2 separate regions of the Mus musculus genome follow, and region 2 is linked to region 1. The links are chromatin contacts, called in public HiChIP or PLAC-seq maps. All regions are on one chromosome and are shown on one strand. The core of a region is the stretch at or near the end of the contact, and the rest is flanking DNA. Distances in the headings are between cores, read along the strand shown. Region 1 overlaps Ppp2r5c (protein phosphatase 2, regulatory subunit B', gamma). Region 2 overlaps Cinp (cyclin-dependent kinase 2 interacting protein).

Evidence for each region. HiChIP or PLAC-seq counts read pairs in DNA pulled down with a chosen protein or histone mark.
Region 2: a contact with region 1 is called in an H3K27ac HiChIP or PLAC-seq map of epiblast stem cells. The contact joins two enhancer-like sites. A contact is called at or near these places in 2 of 115 datasets of contacts at active chromatin or transcription factors (bone marrow-derived macrophages and epiblast stem cells) and 1 of 9 other capture datasets (liver).

What each region holds. Positions count from the first base shown.
Region 1 is chr12:110,530,088-110,533,729 of GRCm38.p6, reverse strand. All of the region lies in intron 4 of Ppp2r5c (protein phosphatase 2, regulatory subunit B', gamma), which reads right to left. Among named protein-coding and RNA genes, the nearest start is that of Gm19605, 46 kb to the right of the region's middle. Within about 2 kb of position 1,464, at least 38 of the 459 cell types and tissues checked have an H3K27ac peak or open chromatin away from gene starts, as enhancers often do. A contact at or near this core is called in epiblast stem cells, where this site is marked.
Region 2 is chr12:110,880,517-110,884,209 of GRCm38.p6, reverse strand. It overlaps Cinp (cyclin-dependent kinase 2 interacting protein), which reads left to right. Exons shown (of 5, transcript NM_026048.4): 2 at 152-320. Among named protein-coding and RNA genes, the nearest start is that of Cinp, 6.8 kb to the left of the region's middle. Within about 2 kb of position 1,684, at least 5 of the 459 cell types and tissues checked have an H3K27ac peak or open chromatin away from gene starts, as enhancers often do. A contact at or near this core is called in epiblast stem cells, where this site is marked.

The DNA of each region.
Region 1 (3,642 bases), core at 215-2,714:
GGGAATGAAAATTAGAAACAAGGAGTTTGAGGGTTGGCTCAGTGGTTAAGAGCACTTGTTCTTACAAAGGACCCAGGTTCAACTCCCAGCACCCACATGGAAGCTCAAGAGAATAAAGAGTGTCTAAGAGAATAGCTTCATACTGAGCATGGGATATGGGGCAGAGAGAAAGCTGTCCCTGAGAGTCTGTGGATCAAGTCTGGGCTATCCTCGGATGTCCAACACTCTCCTTTGAGCACACAGTACAATAGTGACTGGGGCATCTGCACCTAGAACTGGACAGTAGCCTCTCTCTCTGCACATCTCAAATCAAATCAAACCACATCTTGTTCCTACCCTAACACCACCCACACCTGCCCATTTCTCTCAGCTGTCCCAGCTAAGTAGCTTACTCCACTACCTATCTGTCATGCTGGGGCATGTCTGTCAGCCAGCCTGTCCCACGGCAACCCCCACCCACCATGGCAAAGCTCTTCCTACATGTTCTCAGCAGGCAGCCAGAGTGAAGGGGCAGTGTGCACTCTCTCACAACCATTAGGTTTCCAGGGTCAGGACTCTAGCCACACTCCACCCAACCTAAGTCTTTTTGCTCCTGGGGTCCTTGGAGCACGGCCCCTGCCGGGCACCACCCTGCCCCACTCTCTGACTCTGGGCGGATCAGCTCATCCTCTAGACAGTAACAGTGGTCAGGCTGCCTGTGCAGCTCTCAGCTCTGACTGCTGCTACTACTGTCTGGTCTTGTCCCTCAGACACGTCCAGGCAGTCTCTGGGAGGGCTGAGACCATATTACCATTTTCAGTGCAAGCGCCCTCAGGTAACAGGGTGCCTCGGGAGTTCAGAAGGGATGCAGTGTATGTTTCCTGACTCACTGAGTACACTGAGCTGTGTTCTGGTTAGTGATCCAGCACAGGTGTCTGGGTAACCCCAGAGCTCCATGTGCTGCGAAGGGCTCCTGAGCCAGCCAATCTATCCAAACAGTGCCCTAGCCAGACCTCTTTCTGCCCACAAGGCCTCCCTTCCTGTGTCCAAGGCTTTAGAGAAAGTAGTGTCCCATGAATTCAGCAATTCAGGACCTCAACTTTCCTCTTAGGGAATTTACTCTCAGAAGGGCTCTGCTCCATTTTTACATAAATTAAGAAATTTAGGGTAGGAATGGTTAAAATGGCAGTGCTTCCAACTGCTTTTCCATCTCCGTCAGTCTTTGGGCAGCAGACCTGACTGTGACAGCAGAAGCAATGCTGCAGGCCCAGATCTCCAGCCACCACGTTTATGCAGGAGCCACAGTGACAAATGCTGGGGCTGTCTCTTCACCTTGTCTTCCCACAGGAGGAGCAGTGCACTTGGCATGCTGGCTGATCTCAAACTCTCTCCTCTTTTCTATAAAAAGGAACGAACGGCGACAGGTCCATGCAACCAACAACCCTGAGCTCAGCACATTCAGCCACGTCACTGTGACCCAGGCCTGAGCCCAGAAGGAAGCCGCAGTCTCTGCTGACCCTGTGACAGGTACACCTGCCAGCAACCTAGGTGGCAGCGAACACCGAGTGTGTCAGGGCATCCCCGGGGAACCGGGAAACCTGCTGTGGAGAGCTCTTGGCATCCCCAGGGAACCAGAGACCCTGGGGCTGCTTCAAGGAAATTCGCAAGAAGATCTGACATTGGGCTAAGACAAGGAAGTAAGCTCAAGAAAAATACAGCTGAGGAACATACATACTCTTTGTATCTTGATCATCTTGATAAGTCCCCAAATATAGTGACCATGGGACCTTTGTTTATGCCTGGTTTGTCCTTGACCAAGAACTGACCTTATTCTTTGCATGTACTTAGAATGGTACAAAAGCAGGCTGGGAAAAAATAAATTTGCTTCAGTACTTGCTGGAGTCATGCTACAATGTTGTTGAATTGTCTTTTCTCTCTTTAAGCCTCACTCCTTCCCTTGAGACCTTGCTGACTGACTGAGCTGGGTTGGTCAGGTGGTGCCCTCAATGTTGAGGCTCGAATACGAGGGGTTCAGTGAAGGGCATGGCAGAAGAGGAAGCTCACACAAAGGAAAATACAAAAATCTGGGCCAGCAGTGAGTAAAGTCTGTGAAATGGGACAGGGCTAGTAAAATGCTTTTTGCACAAATGCTTAGAGGTACGCTAGGGACAAGAGGAGTTCAGGAGATAGCTTGCTTCCTCTCTGGCTCCCACTGGGGGATGCCTAGTCCTGGATCTGGGTTCCTTTGGTGGGACATCCAGTTCTCTTCCCTCTGTCTATTGTTTGTCCTCGGTGTGTCAGTCTGTCCATGTCTGTCAGTTTATGTCTGTGGCTTTGTTTTGTTGCCTGACTGTTGCTTTGTGTTTCATATTCAAAAGAAAAAATGGTTAAAACTTTATCTGCTGGAACATTTGGGTTCAGCAGGTGGCAGGGTGCTCCTCCCATGAAATTACAGCTAGAAAAAGTAAGAAAAATTTGTCTGTCTAGTCTAACTATGTAAATGTATATAACCACTTCATGTTTGTTTCTGACTGTTTTTTTTTTGTTTGTTTGTTTGTTTTTTGGTTTTTTCGAGGCAGGGTTTCTCTGTGTAGCCCTGGCTGTCCTGGAACTCACTTTGTAGACCAGGCTGTCCTCGAACTCAGAAATTCACCTGCCTCTGCTTCCCAAGTGCTGGGATTAAAGGCGTGCCCACCACGCCTGGCTTCTGACTGGTTTTAACTGTATAAATATGTTCTGCATGTGTTGGTTATAGATTATTGGCATATAAGTTTTTGGGTATGGTTAAAAATTTGTAATGTTGGTAACCCAAAATTGGCTTAAAACTGGTAACTCAGTCGGGCATAGTGGCGCACGCCTTTAATCCCAGCACTCGGGAGGCAGAGGCAGGTGGATTTCTGAGTTCGAGGCCAGCCTGGTCTACAAAGTGAGTTCCAGGACAGCCAGGGCTGCACAGAGAAACCCTGTCTCGAAACAAACAAACAAACAAACAAACACCAAACAAACAAAAACTGGTAACTCAGGGTTGGAGTCATTCTAGCAACAACACATGGCATGAGCCAACCTAGGGAAACAGGGCTCTAAAGATGCCTCTAAATTGGAATAATATTTTATGTAATTCTTTGATCTAGAAGTCAGACTTATAAAAGATAGGATTTAAAACAATGTTTCTTTAATGAGGTATTAAAAATTGAAAGCTGCACTGTCGCACATTCATTTACAATAACTGGCAGCCAAACTTTGTAACATGAAAATAATGCACTTGGTATTGATTTTAGAGAGACTGGATTGTTTACACTGTTAAAAATTGGTCTTGCCTTCCAAAATTATGGTAATGCTCTGATATTGCAAAAGAAACTTTTTATGTTAAATAGTTAAATATGCATAAAGCTAAGGGGAGATTGGCAGTTTACAGTCCAGTCACAAGCTCCAGGTTCTAACCCCCCGGAACTCACCCACATTTGTAATTATGAAGACAATTCGGGCAAGTGGAGATGACTGCAAGATTTGCCAAAGGTCAATGGAACTATGGAACTTATGGGAGCATTACAGCCTGGCTTACTGACTCCAGCTGCCATTCCAAAAAAATATGTATCAACTATTATAGATTTAAAAGACCCTAAAAGGCTTGCATTTAGTGAGCCTGCTTGTAATTTTAAAGAA
Region 2 (3,693 bases), core at 435-2,934, 350 kb before region 1:
GTGTGAGAGAAGTGTTTGTGGAGTCCTGAGCTGTGAAGAGCCTCTTAGTTTCTGGGACATTGATTTCTCCGGTCAGTGAGGCATATCAGACCACTTTCCTGTGGAGCCTGTGATCATGTGTTCCTTAACTGTTTCTCTTGCTCTCTATTAGCAAAGACTCTTGGGATCGCAACACCAAGAAAACCTGTCTTATCAGTCAGTGCGAGGAAACTTAAGGACAATGCTGCTGACTGGCATAACTTAATCCTGAAATGGGACAGCCTCAGTGACAAGGGCTTCACCACAGCGAGCAGTATTGCCAACCTGAAAGTCAGCTTGCTGTAAGTACATGTGTGGTTCCCGTGCTCTGTACTGTCTGTCACCTCTACCCACTGAGAGAACAGTCAGAGAGTAAGAATTTCCTGGTGTAAACAAAGGAAAGCCAAGAGTGTAGCAAAGTAACCCTGCACGTGTGCAAAGGCATGCCGACTGCTGTGCTACACATGGGTGGGACCCGGGAAAAGACCGCAGAGACCCGGGATTACAAGTTTGATGCCTTGAGCTAGAGAGGGCTAAGGTGTTTACCACCAAACCTAGTATCCCGAGCTTTTGTCCCCGCCGGCAAGAACACACTCAGGACAACCGGAATCTTCTGCGGCAAAGCTTTTATTCCTTACTTATCAGGAGGGAAGACCCCGAACCGGGGGAAAATGGCGCTGTGTGACGTTTCAGCACCTGATGTGGCGTGACAGCTCCTGATTCTCGTTGCTCGCCCATCACCCCATTACTACGCCGCGAGATGGGCAGTGACTAGTGAGTTCACTCTTGCACTTGCGCATAAGGCTTGTTTACTAGTTAGGTGCAGTGGAAGCCAGCGCCATCTTATAATGGCGATTGCTCAGGGCACGCACGCGATTGCTTGCAGCATGGCTCTCTACAACCTAGTGACTGAGTTCAGTCCCCACAGCCTAGATGGTGGAAGGAGACAACCAAACTTCTGCAAGTTGTCCTCCATGGGCACAATCATGGTATACACGTGCCCATTCTTTTTTAGTTTTTCGAGACAGGGTTTCTCTGTATAGCCTTCGCTGTCCTGGGACTCACTTTGTAGACCAGGCTGGCCTTGAACTCAGAAATCCGCCTGCCTCTGCCTCCCGAGTGCTGGGATTAAAGGTGTGCGCCACCACTGCCCTGTTCTTTTCTCTTTATTTTCTCAATATTTATTTTTAATCTGTGTGTATGACCACTGGTCTGTCTATCTGTATGTGTGCTCTGTGTATGCAGTACCCACAGAGACCTGAAGAAAGCATAAGATCCTGTATATAGCTGTAGATACAGACAGCTATGAGCTGCCATGTGGGTGCTGGGAACTGAACCCATTTCCTTCTATAGTAGAAAGTTTTGTTTGTTTGTTTGTTTGTTTGTTTTCTTTTGGTTTTTTGAGACAGGGTCTCTCTGGGTAGCCCTGGCTGTCCTGGAACTCACTCTATAGCCCAGGCTGGCCTCGAACTTAGAAATCTGCCTGCCTCTGCCTCCCGAGTGCTGGGATTAAAGGCGTGCGCCACCACTGCCCGGCTCTAAGGTTTTGTTTTCTGAGGCAGGCTTTCTGTGTGCAGTCCTGGAACTCACTCAGTAGACCCAGCTGTCCCCAAACTCAGAGATCCAGTGCCCCTGCTTCCCAGGTGCTGGAATTAAAGGTGCGCTGCACTGCCACCCAGTGGAAAGTACTCCACTGAGTCATTTCTCAAGTCGCCCCACCCCTACTTTGTCTTCTTTTAGAAATAAAGCGAAGCCACAGGGGGTGGCACACAGGTGTAGGCAGAAAAAGAAGCTGAAGGCCATCTCCATTACGTAGTGAGTCTGAGGTCTGCCTGGGCCTGCATAAGTCCCTGTCTCAGAATGAATAGAGGCTGGAGAGGTGGCTCAGTGGTTAAGAACACTTGCAGAGATTCTCAGCACCCACACGGAGGCTTACAACTGTCTGTAACTTCAGTTTCGGCGGACCCGATGCCCTTTTCTGGCCTCTTCAGGTGGTGCAGCTATGTGATGCACATGCATACATGCAGGCAAAAGACTCACACACCTAAAATTAATAAATCTAAAAGACAACAGCAAATACAGTCTGGAGAAAGAAAGCTTAGCTGTTCAGAACAGTGGCTGCTTTTCCAGAAGCTCCAGGCTTGTTTCCCAGCACCCACAGGCAGCTCACAATCATCTGTAATTCCAGGATAGCACTTCCTCTGGACCCCATGGACAACAGACACACAAGTGGCATACAGACAAATATGCAGGCAAAATAGCCACGTACACAAAGAAAAAGGGACATGAAATGACTTGGGTGCAGTGGTACTCATCTGTGGCTCCACCTCCTCAGGGAGGCTGAAGCAGGAAAACCAGCTTGGGCGACACAGTTGGCTCCTGCCACAAAATGGAAATAAGCCAGGGGCCATAGTGTACACACGGAATCCCAGCACTCAAAGAGATCAAGGCAGGAGGAGTGCTGGGTGTTCAGGGTTAGCCTAGTGTAGTAAATCTATTTCAACAAGAACCAAATAGCAACCAAGCGAAATAAATGAAATGGAGGGTGGGAGGGATACCCAGCAGGCAGCAGTACACACAAGTTCCCACATTCCTGAAAGATAATTGTATCACAGACTCAACCCTTTCTCCTGAGTCAATCTCTTTATAACTTTATGTACAGATCTAAATAGCATGTAGCATACATAACTTTGTATTTATTTTACATTTATTTGTGTGTATATAAGAATGGGCACATGTGCCGGGCGGTGGTGGCGCACACCTTTAATCCCAGCACGGGGAGGCAGAGGCAGTGGAGTTCAAGGCTGATCTACATGATAAAGCAGTTCTAGCTATCTAGGACTACTTATCTTTTAAAAAGATTCTATCTTTAAAAAAAGAGAGTAGGGGGCTGGTGAGATGGCTCAGTGGGTAAGAGCACCCGACTGCTCTTCCGAAGGTCCAGAGTTCAAATCACAGCAAACACATGGTGGCTCACAACCATCCGTAACGAGATCTGACTCCCTCTTCTGGAGTGTCTGAAGACAGCTACAGTGTACTTACATATAATAAATAAATAAATCTTTAAAAAAAAAAGAGAGAGAGAGTAGGGCTGGAGAGGTGGCTCAGCCAAGAGCACTGACTGCTCTTCCTGAGTTCAAATCCCAGCAACCACATGGTGGCTCACAAACATCCGTAATGAGATCTGACTCCCTCTTCTAGGGTGTCTGTCTGAAAACAACTACAGTGTACTTACATATAATAAATAAATAAATCTTTTAAAGAGAGAGAGAGACAGAGAGAGAAGCCAAAGGAGGAGAGAAAACTCACTGGCACTCACCATGCAAACATGAGAACCTTCATTCAAACCTCAGCATCCAAGGATGAGAAAGCATGTCTTCAAAAGGGTGGGTGGCTCCTAAGGAACGCCACCACAGGCTAACCACTGCTTTCTGTATGTGTGGCAAGATGGCATCCACCATAGTGGATGCTCACACCCTGTTTGCCTCGTGGTCAGGACCAGAAAGAGATCCTGGAATCCCAAAGCTCTGTGGAGGGAAGCCTTTCCCTACATGGATAGAAGCCCTCCCACTAGGCCTAACCTCTATAGTTGCACCTCCTTCTAACAGCACCGTAGGCTGAAGATCAAGCGTTTACTGCCTGAACTGTACGGACCACAGACTTCAGTTTAAAAAT